Regions from separate parts of the Sus scrofa genome. Here all the other regions are linked to region 3. Evidence: chromatin contacts called from public HiChIP or PLAC-seq and promoter capture Hi-C data. All regions are on one chromosome and are shown on one strand. Each heading gives the region's core, a stretch centred on a gene start, on an enhancer-like site or on the middle of the called end of the contact. The rest is flanking DNA. Distances are from core to core; before and after follow the strand shown.

Region 1 (4,245 bases), core at 118-2,617, 1.1 Mb before region 3:
ATTGTTTTCCTTGGCGACTAGAAATGACTTCTCTTTCATCTTAAAGAAGGAGAGTGTGCTCTGTTTCTGTTCTAAAAGACACACTTAAAGGTCACAATCTCAGTTTGCAACACTAAGATGGACCGATAGTAAAGCGTTCTAATCAACAATTCAATGCCGAATGTCTTAAGAAAACTTTCCAGTAGGGTGCTAATTCACAGACCGAGCTATTCTGCCAGTGGAGGGAGAAAGATGCGTCCACACCCTTTATTAAAAGAGAAAGGGAAGGAGTAGGAAAAAAGGGAAGAGAGAGATGCAAAATAACAAACTGCTTCTATAAACAAATTTAAGCCTGTTTTTAAACTTTTGGGAATTCTATCTTCCTTTACCGACGGAAGAGCAATAAATATCAAAGCACAAGGAAATTATTTGTGTTCTGAAGCAGAAAAAGAACGTGGAGAGAAAAGGAAAACATTTTATCATGTGTTGAACTTAAAAGTATTCAAAATTCTTAACACCCCCCCTTACTGTGCATCATATTTCCAAAATAAATTTAACACGAAACTAATGGACTCATTTTTAGCACTCAGTGGAGAACTTTTATGAGCTCTCCCAGGGCTCTCGACCCAATAACCCTTTTGGGCAGCCCTGAATAATCGCTATCCTCAGGACAAACACCAGCTCGCGTTCCAGTGCCCCGAAGGGACCTCGGGGTGCGGAGAGGCACCTAGGGGTCGAAAGCCCAGGGACCATGGCTCACCCCCTCGCTGCCCAGAGCGAGCGGTCCCAAGGGCCTAGGAAGTGTCCGAAGCTGCGGCCAAACGGCCGGTCCCTGCACTAGAGCGCCACCGAGGCGCGCCCGCCCCGTCCTCCCAGGCAGGGTTCGCCGACCGGAGCTCCCAATCCTCGGGTCAGGAGGAACTCTGCCGGACCCGGGCCGCCTCCAGGGCCGAGTTCCGCCGGGGCAGCCTCGCGGCGCCTCACGCCCCCCTGCAGGAAGCCCGAGATGCCCCCGCGGGGCGCACCGACCAGCCGCAGCTTGCGCGGCAGCCGCCTACCTGGAGGGAGCTCGGGCCGGCTTGGACCCGGCGTCCGAGGGTCGGCTGGGCGCCTCGCAGCTCCTGGCGCACGGACCGGGCGTGCGGAGCGCAGCGCAGCGCACCGCCGAGACCAACGCCGCGGAGATCCGCCGACCACACCCAGGCCCGCGCCGCCCAGCAGCCAACTCTGCGGCGCGCGGGGCCGGGGCGGGGACGTGGCTTGAGGCGCGAGGCGCGAGGCACGAGGCGCGCGGGTCCCGCGGGGACGCGGCGCGGGCGCGCGCAGACCCCTGAGCGTGCGCGGCCTGGGCAGGGGGCGAAGGCAGCTGGCGCTGCGCACAGCTTCTGCTTCCTATTTTCTATCTCGTTTCCTGCTAGAAGGAGAAGAAAAACATTAATTCCCAGGCAGTTTCGTTTTCTTGGTGCAGCGCCTGGACGACGGAGCACACTTCTGAGTAGCGCCCAAGTGGGTTGGCCAGTTTTCCTTCCCGGCACAGTACAGGCCTCAGTTTGCTTGAGGGTAGGGCAGGGGGGCTGACTTAGAAGATCTCAAGGTCCCGCTTAGGTTTAACATTTCTGGAATTTTAAATGTAAGAGAGTAAACTGAAGCCCAGAGTCTTACAAAATTGCACTGCAATCCCAGCTCTAATGTCGCTAGTTTTGTGATCCTGTACCGTCTCAGGGCCTTAGTTTCACCGGCGAAATAGGGATAGTGTATCTGCCTCATAAAGGTGCTAAAATTTTTAATGAGATAACATTTAAACAGAGCCTACCTCTGAATAAATAATCAATGCTTGGAAGTTGTTACTATTGTCACTGATGAAAGGAGGCCTTCCAGATAACCCCATCAAGTCACTTGTCTCTGCATGAGTTAAAACATCACATGCAACCGACTTTTCCCACATTTCTCTGGGTGTTTTATGTTTAAAATGTCATAAAATGAATGCATCTACCAAATTTGCTTCCTCTGAAGTCAGTACCGCCCGGGAGCAATTTTCCTCTCCCCACCCCCATCTTTCTTCTGAGTTAATTCCAGTTTGACAGACTGTTGCTATAGCATTCCTTCTCTGACGTCAAACAATTTAAAGAAACAGCCCTGGGTAACGAAAACTGCAGAGGAGTTCTTTGTCGAGTTTCTGTGCTGGAGAAAGGTTTGAACAATATCTTCAGAGAACTTTAACACCTCCGCAGCCTTCCATTTCTTCTTCAGCAGCTTCCCACTATCACCTGGAATAAATCTTCTAGTACCTTTGTGATGAATGCACCCTGACTGAAGCTGTGGAGAAAATGTGACCCTTTGTATAAAAGCCAGACCATAACAAAAATGGAAACAGCTGTGGTACTAGGATGATAAAATTATAGGGTTCCCCCCCAAATTTTCATTTCTTAATGTGGGGTGTCTGGAAGGTTGATTGGGACCTGAATGGGTCCTTTGCAACTGTAACTGTTTATAGATTTTAATGATTAAATCTTGAGCTTTGTCATTTTTAGGAGGAAGCAAAGGAAAATTGTTATTTATTTAAGAAATTCCTATTATGTACCAGACTCCCTGCTTTCTTCTTTCTTTCTTTCTTTTCCTTTTTTCTTTTTTTCTTTTTTTTTTTTTTTTTTTTTTGACTTTTTGCCTTTTCTAGGGCCACTCCCAGGGCATATGGACGTTCCAAGGCTAGGGGTCTAATCTGAGCTGTTGCTGCCGGCCTACGCCAGAGCACAGCAACTTGGGATCTGAGCCACATCTGCAACCGACACCACAGCTCACAGCAACTCGGGATCCTTAACCCACTGAGCAAGGCCAGGGATCGCATCCACAATCTCATGGTTCCTAGTTAGATTCGTTAACCACTGAGCCACGACGGGAACTCCAGACTCCCTGCTTTCTGATATTGTATTATTCTCATACTGACTTTACAATGTGCATTCTATCCCCATTTTACAGATTAGTAAATTGAGGCTCAGTGAGATTATGGCATTTACCTAGAATTATACAGAAAGTGTCATAGCCTTACATGGAATCCAGATTGGGTTGACTCCAAAGCCAACTTTCTTTTTATTTTCTTTTTTTCCTACAGCTACACCTCCACCATGTGGAAGTTCCCAGGCCAGGGTCGAACTGGAGCTGGAGCTGCTGGCCTACACCACAGCCACAGAGCACCAGATCTTTAACCCACTGAGTAAGCCAGGGATCAAACCCACATCCTCGTAGATACTAGCCATGTTCTTAACCCGCTGATACACAACTGGAACTCCTAAATCCCACTTTCTTTAAGATTCTTCTCTGTCTTATTCTCATGCGACTGGCACTTAACAGATATCATAGGTCTTTGAGAGGTGATTAGGTTAAGATTATTAGTTGAAAAACAAGTTGCTTGTATTTAGGAAAACCCAGTGGAAAGTACTGAGATATTCTAGTCTAGAAAAGATGAGGGGAAATATAAATCAACATCTTCTAAACACAAAAACATGAGATGGTACAAGAATTTTACTGACCATTATTTGAAGATTTGAGATGACTTCTATGATGAGTTTGACCTTCCTGAAAATTTGATGTGGACAGAGAAATTACTAGAAGAATAAAGTCCAAGTACAAAAAAGGAAAATTTAACATCCAAAGTAGTTCACTTTCAAGAACATTATATTTCTGTTTTGCCACACATGATGCATATTTTTCTGAAAAGAACACTTACTTGTTAAAGGACAAGCCTGTATTGCAAATCTGAAAGTGGAGCTGATGAAAAGAATTTCATTACCAGGAATGATTTCCTAAAAGAAGAGTGATGCATCTAAGTGATCTAGCAACTAGCAATTTTTCAAATAATAGCAATCCCATGTAGAAAGAAAAAGAAGAAAAGAGAGGGAGGGAAAGAAAGAGGAGAAAGAAAAGGAAGAAAGAAGGAAGAGAGAAAGAAAGGAGAAAGAGATAAAGGTGTTATCAATATTTTTGAAGTCTGTTGATTTGTATAGACAATTATAATGATGTATCCTGCTTCTAATGATTAAACCCCATTTTCTTGTGTTTAGATGCCACTGGCTGATATTTAAATTTCTAACTCATTAGGCCTATGTTGTCAAATCCTGTTGTATTAAAAGAAGTTGGTGGGGTCCCTGCTAGAGAAAGAACCTTTGAAGATAAAATCCCTGTTTCATCCTGTATTCCTCATAGTGTTTAACAGAATACTTTGCATATACTAAGTACTCAGTGAATAAATGAATGAAGACACTTGGCTAC
Region 2 (4,244 bases), core at 168-2,667, 1.2 Mb before region 3:
ACGGAGCCAAACAAAATCGGGGAGGGCAGGAGACCGGAAGTGACTGTCCTCTCGCCTCTCCTCCCGCCTCCTCCCAGTCTTCCACCTTCTCTTGGGAGAATGAGGCGGGTTGAGGGCTGTGGCCGAGCTGCGGTTGCTGGGTGACAAGTCGGACCTGAGACAGGGTGAGTGCTTGTCGCCTCGGCTACTTGCGGGTTCCCTGCTCGGGGTGACCTTCTTCTGGCCCGGGCTGTGGGGCGGGGAGTCGTGCGCGGGGCGCTCTGTGACGAGGCGCCGCCGCGGTCCTGCGGAAAGGAGCGAGCCAGCGGGGTCGTGAGCGGGGCCAGAGGCCGGGTCAGGCCCGCAAAGTCCGCGAGCCCGAAGCCCGCGCCCCCGGTGCGGCGGAGAGTCTGGCTGCGAGCCCTGCTGGCGGAGCTCCCGCGGCCCGTGTGGAGGGCGGGGAAGGCCCTTTCCTAAGGTAGGTGTTCACACCCAGCTGAACCGGGTTGTTGCCCTCTCTGTACTTTCTCACGCGGCTCCTTCATTGACGCTTTGGAAGGCTCAGCCTTCTTTACGGACATTCTGCTCCATTTTACACACATGCACACCAGGGTCAGACTGGTTTGTGATCGCTTTTGTTTGGTATCTTTTCATGAAAAGCTGTCATAATTTTTTTTTAATTTATATTCCTTTAAGTTCTTGGTACTATGGCTTGCTTTAAGGTTTGCCTCCTTATTTGTTGTGTTGAGAACTGCTGCTTTTTAAACGTTTGTATTGCATTATGATCTTGGAATTCATTTCCTTGCTCTGCATATCCACCTCCACCCAACCAGAGGTCCAGGTTGAGAAACTTAGTGTTTGTGAACTTGGCTTCATCTCACTCATCCTGTTCCCAGATGTAGTTAAGAATCAGAATTTAGCCAGATTCATTGTCAGTAAAGGGAGCTAAAGTAGAAATTGCAACCAAGATTTTGGCCAACAGAGTTCATTTATTTTAATGGAATATCACCCCAAAGTAGTCTTTGACTAAAACACCTTTCCCCCCCAAAGAACAGTCATCTAAAAGTTTTTTGGGGAGTTCCTATAGTGGCTCAGAGGAGACTAATCTGACTGGCATCCATGAAGGACACATGTTCAATCCCTGGCCTCTTTCAGTGGGTGAAGGATCTGGTGTTGCCACGAGCTGTAGTGTAGGTTGCAGAGGCAACTTGGATCTGCTGTGGCTGTGGCTGTGGTGTAGGCCAGCAGCTGTAGTTCTGATGGGACTCCTAGCCTGTAAACCTCCAAATGCCGCAGGTTTGACCCTAAAAAAGACAAAAAAGAAAAAAAAAAAAAGTTTTTTGGAAGTTTTGTTAAGGAGAATATGTTGCTGGAAAGTGCCCTTAATTCAGATGTCTTTTATCATCAAGTTTAATTTGTACTTTTTATTTTCAGCATAATGGCAGAAACTGCTTCTCCACTGAAGCACTTTGTGCTGGCTAAAAAGGCAATTACTGCAATCTTTGAACAGTTACTGGAGTTTGTTACTGAAGGATCACATTTTGTTGAAGGTTAGTTCCTCTAAATTTTTCAAATAATTACTTTTGAAAATCCATAAAGGTGCTTTATTTTTTCAGCCTGGGTTACTGAATACATGTAGGGCTTTGTAACACATAAAACCCACCACTTTTCTGCCCACCAAGTGAGGAAGATTGACTTATATTAATAGCAACTAAGAAAAAAGTGCTTGTGTGTGAGGTACTGTTCTAGGCATTTTATTGTATTATTAACTCAACTCTCAAATCAGCACTGAGACAGATTTTAATCTCACTTATTTTAAAGATAAAGGAACTAAGGCACAGAAAAGTTAAGTGACTTAGCCAAGATCACATAGCTGGTAAATGCCCAGACTAAAAGCCGGGTAGCCCACATTGAATCAGTATACTTATCTTCCTTATCCACTTAGCAGGTAAACTAAGATCTCAGACAGACCTGTCTTATCCTCTCAAATGAGGCTGGGATGCAGTGGGAAAAGGGCAAAAGGAGTTATCTTAACGTGGGTGTAGCTATTCAAATAGAGGTGATAATGTCATACTCTATGGTATATTACTTTAGAGATAATGTTGACCTTCAAGCATACAGTGAAAAGGGAGGGGTTCTGTAAACTCTGCTGACTGTGGGAAAACATTTGGTAGAATCAAACTTCTTTTCCTAATCCCTTTTCACTAGATTTTGAATTCCTAGAGAGTGCGAATCCTGCCTTATCATTCTCTCCCTGTCACCAGATCTGACACAATTCAAGTTTTGTTGAATAAGGGAAAAAAGTACTGGTACAGAATCTTGATTTTTCAATTTGGAAATAATTTGAGCTGACACAGTGACTTTGAATAGTATTTTATTCTAAAAATTTAAAATAAAGTGAAAAGGAAGTTAAATTTAACATCTGTATATTGAGCCTGTTAAGTAGGTTAAGTATTATGTAGGAGATAATGAAATGGCAGCTGTAGAATGTAAATTGGGTTCACTTTGAGCCAGTAGACACAACCAAGCCAAAGATCAGGACAAAGAAGGATTTATTACTTGCAGCAATTTAGGAGAACACTGGGGATCTTTCCTGCAGCTCTGTCTCTCTGAACAGCAAAATTGGGGAAGTTTTAGGCTAAGAGTACGTACATAATTCAAGTGGCTTGAGTGGAGGAGAATTCAGGGGAGAATTGGGGCAAAGATCAACAGAGTCCAAGTCTTGGTTGATTGAAGTGAGGAGGGTCAGCGTCATCACTTGGTTCTCTGCCTGAATAGGGGCCTTAGTTCCTGCAGAACTCATGTATGTTATTATAGGATTTGTCTTGTGGTGCAGCGAGTTAGGGATCCAGTGTTGTCACTGCAGCTGCTCAGGTTGATGCTGTGGCATGGATTTGTTCCCTGGCCCCGGAACTTCCGAATGCTGCCAGTGTGGAGAAAAAAAAAGATTTATTCTTAACATATATCTCTTGAGGAGGAACTGGGACTCTGCTTTATCACTGTACTCTTGTTTGACTTCTTTTTCTCTGTTCCTGCATTCATTCCCTGCCCTTAAGATCTTTGATTACTAAGACCTGTTAAGGGCAGGCATTGTGGTTAGGCTTAGATCACAAAGTGGCTTAGGCCAGAATGTCTTCTCTTATGTCAAAAAAGCCATTTTGGCTCTCTTTCTCTGGGGAACCTCTAGCTTATCTACTTACCACTGGTTCTAGAACCTCAGGAAAAAATGTTACAAAAAAAGAGGCAAAGTAGGTGAATCAGGAATAACAGAAAAGCAGGAATAAAATGAAAATCAAAGATGAATATAATGTTAATTTAAGCCACTCTTAGCTTTTTTCACCAAGTTGCACATATTAATGTATTTGACAAGTTGATGAGATCTGTAAAGCTTAAGTTTAAATAGGGGGTTACCCTCTAAGTTATGTCCGTATTTGTCTCTAATTAGGACCATTTAGATAACCAAATGAATCTCCCTGTTTTCACCTTTAAAATGAGATGATAAAAATATAAATGTAAAAATGTATATTTCTGAAATATAAACAAAGCTGAGATACTTTTCTGCTTTCAGATCTTTGCTTTCCCAGCTACTCCCCTCTTTGGAGGAAAGACATCTGGGGCTGGGGTAGGCAGTTTCTCCCAAACCTGACAGGAGTGAGAAACAGTCTAGAATTCTCTTTTCATGTTAAATGAGCTGTCTTGCTCCACCCCTGTGGGAAGCAGAAAAGATAAGGAGGTCTTACCCAGCTTGAAGACCCCCTGAACTCTATTTTGGGGAAGCTACCCATTTAAACCATATGCTTTCTTAGTGTGTGAATCCCTTTTCTCAGTTCAAGATTTGAAGCTCTTGTCAGGATGGAATAAAAAGTAGATATTGGATTCTAGTTTCTTTGTTCAGAAATAACGTTTTTGTCTTAGGTGGGTATTTTGTATCTTTGAGACATAGATGAATAGTAAAATATCCTTTTGGCTAGACCCCTGTAATTTTTAATAATTTTGAAATTCGGGCAGTATTCTTATGACCCATTGCAATGAGGCGTTCACCTTTTACCAAATATTCAGGTACCATGGCATTTTTACTTTGACATGGCATGTTAATATAGAACAAAGCCAAACTATATGCATATCCTAAACATTCTGTTTTTTAAATTTAATTAACTTAATATTCATCTATATTACTTTCTCTATTTTTTCAGATTTTTTTTTTTTTTTGGCTGCTCTGCCTGTGGACATTCTCAGGCTGGGATTGAACCCAAGCCACAGCAGTG
Region 3 (4,190 bases), core at 933-3,432:
CGAATTCAAATACACCTGTAATTGTAGAAGGCTCAAGCCCCTTCTATGGGGGTGGTATTTGGGAAGTAAACAGGGTGCCTCTGGCACTTAACTACTACCGCTACTCCTTTTAAGGACAGCACTAACCAAAGATAGAAAACCCTAGTCTGGTTACTTTCTCCTATTTTCATGGCCATACCACACCAATATTAGATGTTCAAGGTATGGGGTGGTTGGAGGTTACTCTGGTGTTGGAATCAGGAAAAAGAGTAAGCCAGATCCCATAGAGATGAAGGCATGTGCTACTCAAGAATGGCCTCACAAGGTGGCATTCTCAAACTAAGTGCCACTGTCCAGCATCTGGTTCACTGTCCAGACACTGGCTTCTCAGTCCCTCAGAGATAATTAGATCCCTAATAACAGATCAACCCTAACTAAAATCACATTATCTTATTTATCAGATAAGATATAATGCACATAGTTCCTTTTTCGTGTTAGCTTTCCTTTTCACAGACAGCACCCTCTTTCCTAAAAACAGCCATTGTCTAGAGCTATAGCTTAACACAAATCAGTTTGCAGCACTGTTTAAACTTCCCTGATACACCCCTAGTGGCTTGAAATTTATTATCTTTTTTTTTCCTTTTTTTTTTTTTTTTTTTTTTTAATGGCATGGAAGTTCCCTGGGCCAGGGACTGAATACAAACCCTAGCTGTGACCCATGCCCCAGGTGGAGTAAAGCTAGATCTCTTAATCCACTGTGGCAGGCTGGGGATCAAACACACACTTTTGCAGCCACCTGAGTCACTGCAGTTGGATTCTTAACCCACTACACCACAGTGGGAACTCTGAAATTTATTATCTTTTAAACTTACATTCTTTATTCCATTTTCTCAAGTCTTAGTAGACTGTTTACCTTTTTGCTTGGATTTTTTACAAAACAGTGTGAAGTTATTCACTAGGTCTGGGTCTTCTATCCAGGTGGTGAGACAGTGAAGGTCAAAGAGATCTCACCAAATACACATAGCTGGAGAGGTGGAAAAATAACTGCTGCTATTTATTTTTGCTCAAAAGGCCTAAACTACACATATTTAAATAGTACAGATTTTAATATACTGCAATAAAACAAAAACGCATTATCTCAGTATTAGAATAAGTTAGCCCTTCCATATAATAAAAACATTTTGTCTAGCAACTCTGAAATTTATTCAGACCTACGTTAGAATTCTAACTCCAGCCTTTTGCCAGCTGGGTGACGCTGAGCAATTTATTGAATCTCTTGATCGTTTTCCTCAGTCTCTAAAATGAGAGTACAAGGAGGTACAGTGGTTAGGTTCTCAAGTCAATAAGTAAGGGATAGGGTGGGGGTAGTTCCTCCACAGTGGTGCCGAATGCAGCGGTTTGGGTCACTGTGGAGTTGTGGGTTGCATCCCGGCCCCAGTAGGTTTAAGGATCCCACGTTGCCACAGCTGTGGAGTAACTTGCAGCTATGCAATAGGTTACAGCTGGGGCTCCTGTTCAGTCTCCTGTGCCTGGGAACTTTCATAAGCCGCGGGTATGGCAATTAAAAAAGGGAAAAGGGGGCAAAGAGCCTAAGTCACAATTACCTTTGAAAATCACCTGAATTACACTTAAGTATTTTAATATTGATTTCAACGGAAACAAACTATATAGTAAACTTTATGGACACTAAATTTTGAGAAACCACTTAGAGAAATAAAAAGAATGTATATATGCAATGTCTAGGCATTAAAGCCATTCTGGTTTTAAATTAAATCTAAAATCACTAACAGTGATCAAGATATGGATGGAGAACACAACTCCGGTGCTTAACAAATGTTAGTGTCCTTCCTTTCTTCCGCCCTTTAGCCTACCAGGAAATTTCCCAGAGCGGTCGTTTTAACGTGGTTGTGCCTGAGGCGTAGGTAGTGGTTTACCCAGCAAGTACCTGAGGGAAGAAACTTTAAGGTTTGGGGTTCTCATCCTGACACTGGCACTTGGAAGGTCCTCGCTAACAAGATAATGAATTATTTACCACAGATTAGAGCTCAGACCGTTTCAATGCACTAACACCTCGGAAATTTTAAGAAACAAACTTGTCACACGCAACGCTACCTCAGAGCCGTAGTTGGCCCTTAGCTCCGGAAAACCTTGACCAATCCTTCCGGCTTCCGTAATCTCGCTCAATTTCGCGAGACCGAGACTGGCTGCGCGGCACCGCCGCTAGGGGCGGATTCAGAACACTTCCGGGAGGTCACTCTGTAGGTGTCTGGGATGTATGCTTCCGGCGGCTTGCAGGCTCCCTCCTCAGATTCCGGGACCACCCGGCTGAAGTAGTGGGCCCAGAACAGTGGACAGGCAGCCCATTGGTTGTTGGGCCCAGCCGTCTCTCACCATGGACCGGGACCTTCTGCGGCAGTCACTGAATTTCCACGGGCCTTCATTGCTCTCCCTGCTCCGGAGCGAACAGCAGGACAATCCGCACTTCCGGAGCCTCCTGGGCTCGGTGGCAGAGCCTCCGCGGGGCCCGCCACCCCAGCAGCAGTTACAGGGCAGGTAATGGGATAGGGGCGCCGCTGCGAGACGGGGAAAGGGGACAGCTCGGGGTTCCACTGCCGCAGTCGGGCGCCTGAGCCTTCTAGGAGCGGAGCGGTGTTGTGAGCGCGTGGTGATTGTGGCGCTGGTTCCGAGGGCAGTGTGGAGGAGGGTTCACACTCCTGGTGTGAGGGCAAGATGGGGACTGAACTTTTTAAATCTGGTACTGCCTACCGGAGGCGCTGATTCTTTAGTAAAATCCCCCGGGGCTTCTGTATCTGGAACTGCGCGGGTGTCACATTTTTTATGTTTCCCCGCCCTCTATCTGGGCTGGCAAATGAGGTTAAAACATTTTTTCAGAAGGCGTACGGCCAAGAGCTTAAGATGGACCCGATTGGGCATTGAAAACCGAGAGCAGAAGCTTGGACGTACTAAAAGGTTTTGTAGATAAACCAGTTTTCATAACTTTTGTTTTTTTTTAAGAAAAGAGAAGAAAGTTGACAACATTGAAATACAAAAATTCATTTCCAAAAAAGCGGATCTGCTTTTTGCACTTTCCTGGAAATCAGGTACACCTACAACTTCTGAAATTAATGAAGATAATGAAGGTGAGTTTTGATTGCGGTTTGGTTTAACACCACTTCAAGTGAAATCGAATGCAAAGCTGTTGTTAGTACTGTTTTGTTAATTATTTTTTCAGATCATTATGCAGTCATGCCACCTTTAGAGCAGTTCATGGAGATACCTGGTATGGACCGAAGAGAGCTGTTTTTCCGAGATATTGAGCGTGGTGATATAGTGATTGGAAGAATTAGTTCCATTCGGGAATTTGGGTTTTTCATGGTGTTGATTTGTTTAGGCAGTGGCATTATGAGAGATATATCCCACTTAGAAATCACAGTAAGTTACTCACTCTTCAGTTATTTGATTGTCTCTGTTTTTGATAACGTGTCATCTCAATGCAAGAATTATGTCTTTGTATCCAGTTGTAATTAAGTGTATTCTGCAGACATAGTTTTGAGAAATAAGTATTATTTGGAGAAAAATAAAGCACTATTTCTTTTTAAAAAATTATTGGCAGTAATATAGTTATCTACTCCTCCACCACTTCTAGTTTTAGGGGTTTGGGTTGGGAGGGGTGGTGACCTTTTTAAAATGCTCAAAAAGATACCAGTGGACATGATGAGATTGGTAACCTGTGGTTATTCTAGATGAACGTTACCTTTATTAGCATTTGCTACTAGATATCTGCACGTGGACAATTTAAAAACAAATCCACTATCTATGAGATACTTTGCCCAAAGTAAATGACCTGAATTTAAAACATTTCACTTTAATTTAAAAGGTTTGATATTTATTGTCTATTAAGACAGATGAAAATGGAAGAAAAGCAGAAGGTATCGCCAACTAGATAACAGACCTAACCTTTGGAGAATTCACATTTCATTTTCATTGGAACTCTCCTACCTGCTGGACAAATTTTAATTTTATATTTAACAAGCACAAAATACCTTTTGGTTTCATAATCCGTGCTTATATTTGGGTCCTAAAACTAATTGCAAATTTCATGAGATTTTAGTTTTTTAACTGAACTAGAAAATTTATTGTGTTTGGGCACAGAAATTATTAAAATCCTTATTTAAATTTAAACTTTAGGGTGATAATTGTTTTCTTAATTT

Evidence for each region. Promoter capture Hi-C pulls out the DNA fragments that hold promoters and counts their contacts. HiChIP or PLAC-seq counts read pairs in DNA pulled down with a chosen protein or histone mark.
Region 1: a contact with region 3 is called in an H3K27ac HiChIP or PLAC-seq map of skeletal muscle, with 6 times the contacts expected there. The contact joins the promoter of GNB4 here to the promoter of TTC14 in region 3. A contact is called at or near these places in 1 of 5 promoter capture datasets (fetal skeletal muscle), 1 of 47 Hi-C or Micro-C datasets (heart right ventricle) and 1 of 2 datasets of contacts at active chromatin or transcription factors (skeletal muscle).
Region 2: a contact with region 3 is called in a promoter capture Hi-C map of fetal liver, with 5 times the contacts expected there. The contact joins the promoter of MFN1 here to the promoter of TTC14 in region 3. A contact is called at or near these places in 1 of 5 promoter capture datasets (fetal liver) and 1 of 2 datasets of contacts at active chromatin or transcription factors (skeletal muscle).

Annotation. Positions count from the first base shown.
Region 1 is chr13:117,512,020-117,516,264 of Sscrofa11.1, forward strand. It overlaps GNB4 (guanine nucleotide-binding protein subunit beta-4), which reads right to left and starts at 1,368. Exons shown (of 10, transcript XM_021069860.1): 1 at 1,038-1,368.
Region 2 is chr13:117,404,620-117,408,863 of Sscrofa11.1, forward strand. MFN1 (mitofusin 1) reads left to right here and starts at 1,418. Exons shown (of 17, transcript NM_001315732.1): 1 at 1,418-1,529. The coding sequence starts at 1,418.
Region 3 is chr13:118,612,212-118,616,401 of Sscrofa11.1, forward strand. TTC14 (tetratricopeptide repeat protein 14) reads left to right here and starts at 2,183. Exons shown (of 12, transcript XR_002338123.1): 1 at 2,183-2,532; 2 at 2,995-3,119; 3 at 3,212-3,411. It overlaps LOC102167959 (a long non-coding RNA gene), which reads right to left and starts at 2,207. Exons shown (of 7, transcript XR_002338126.1): 1 at 2,092-2,207.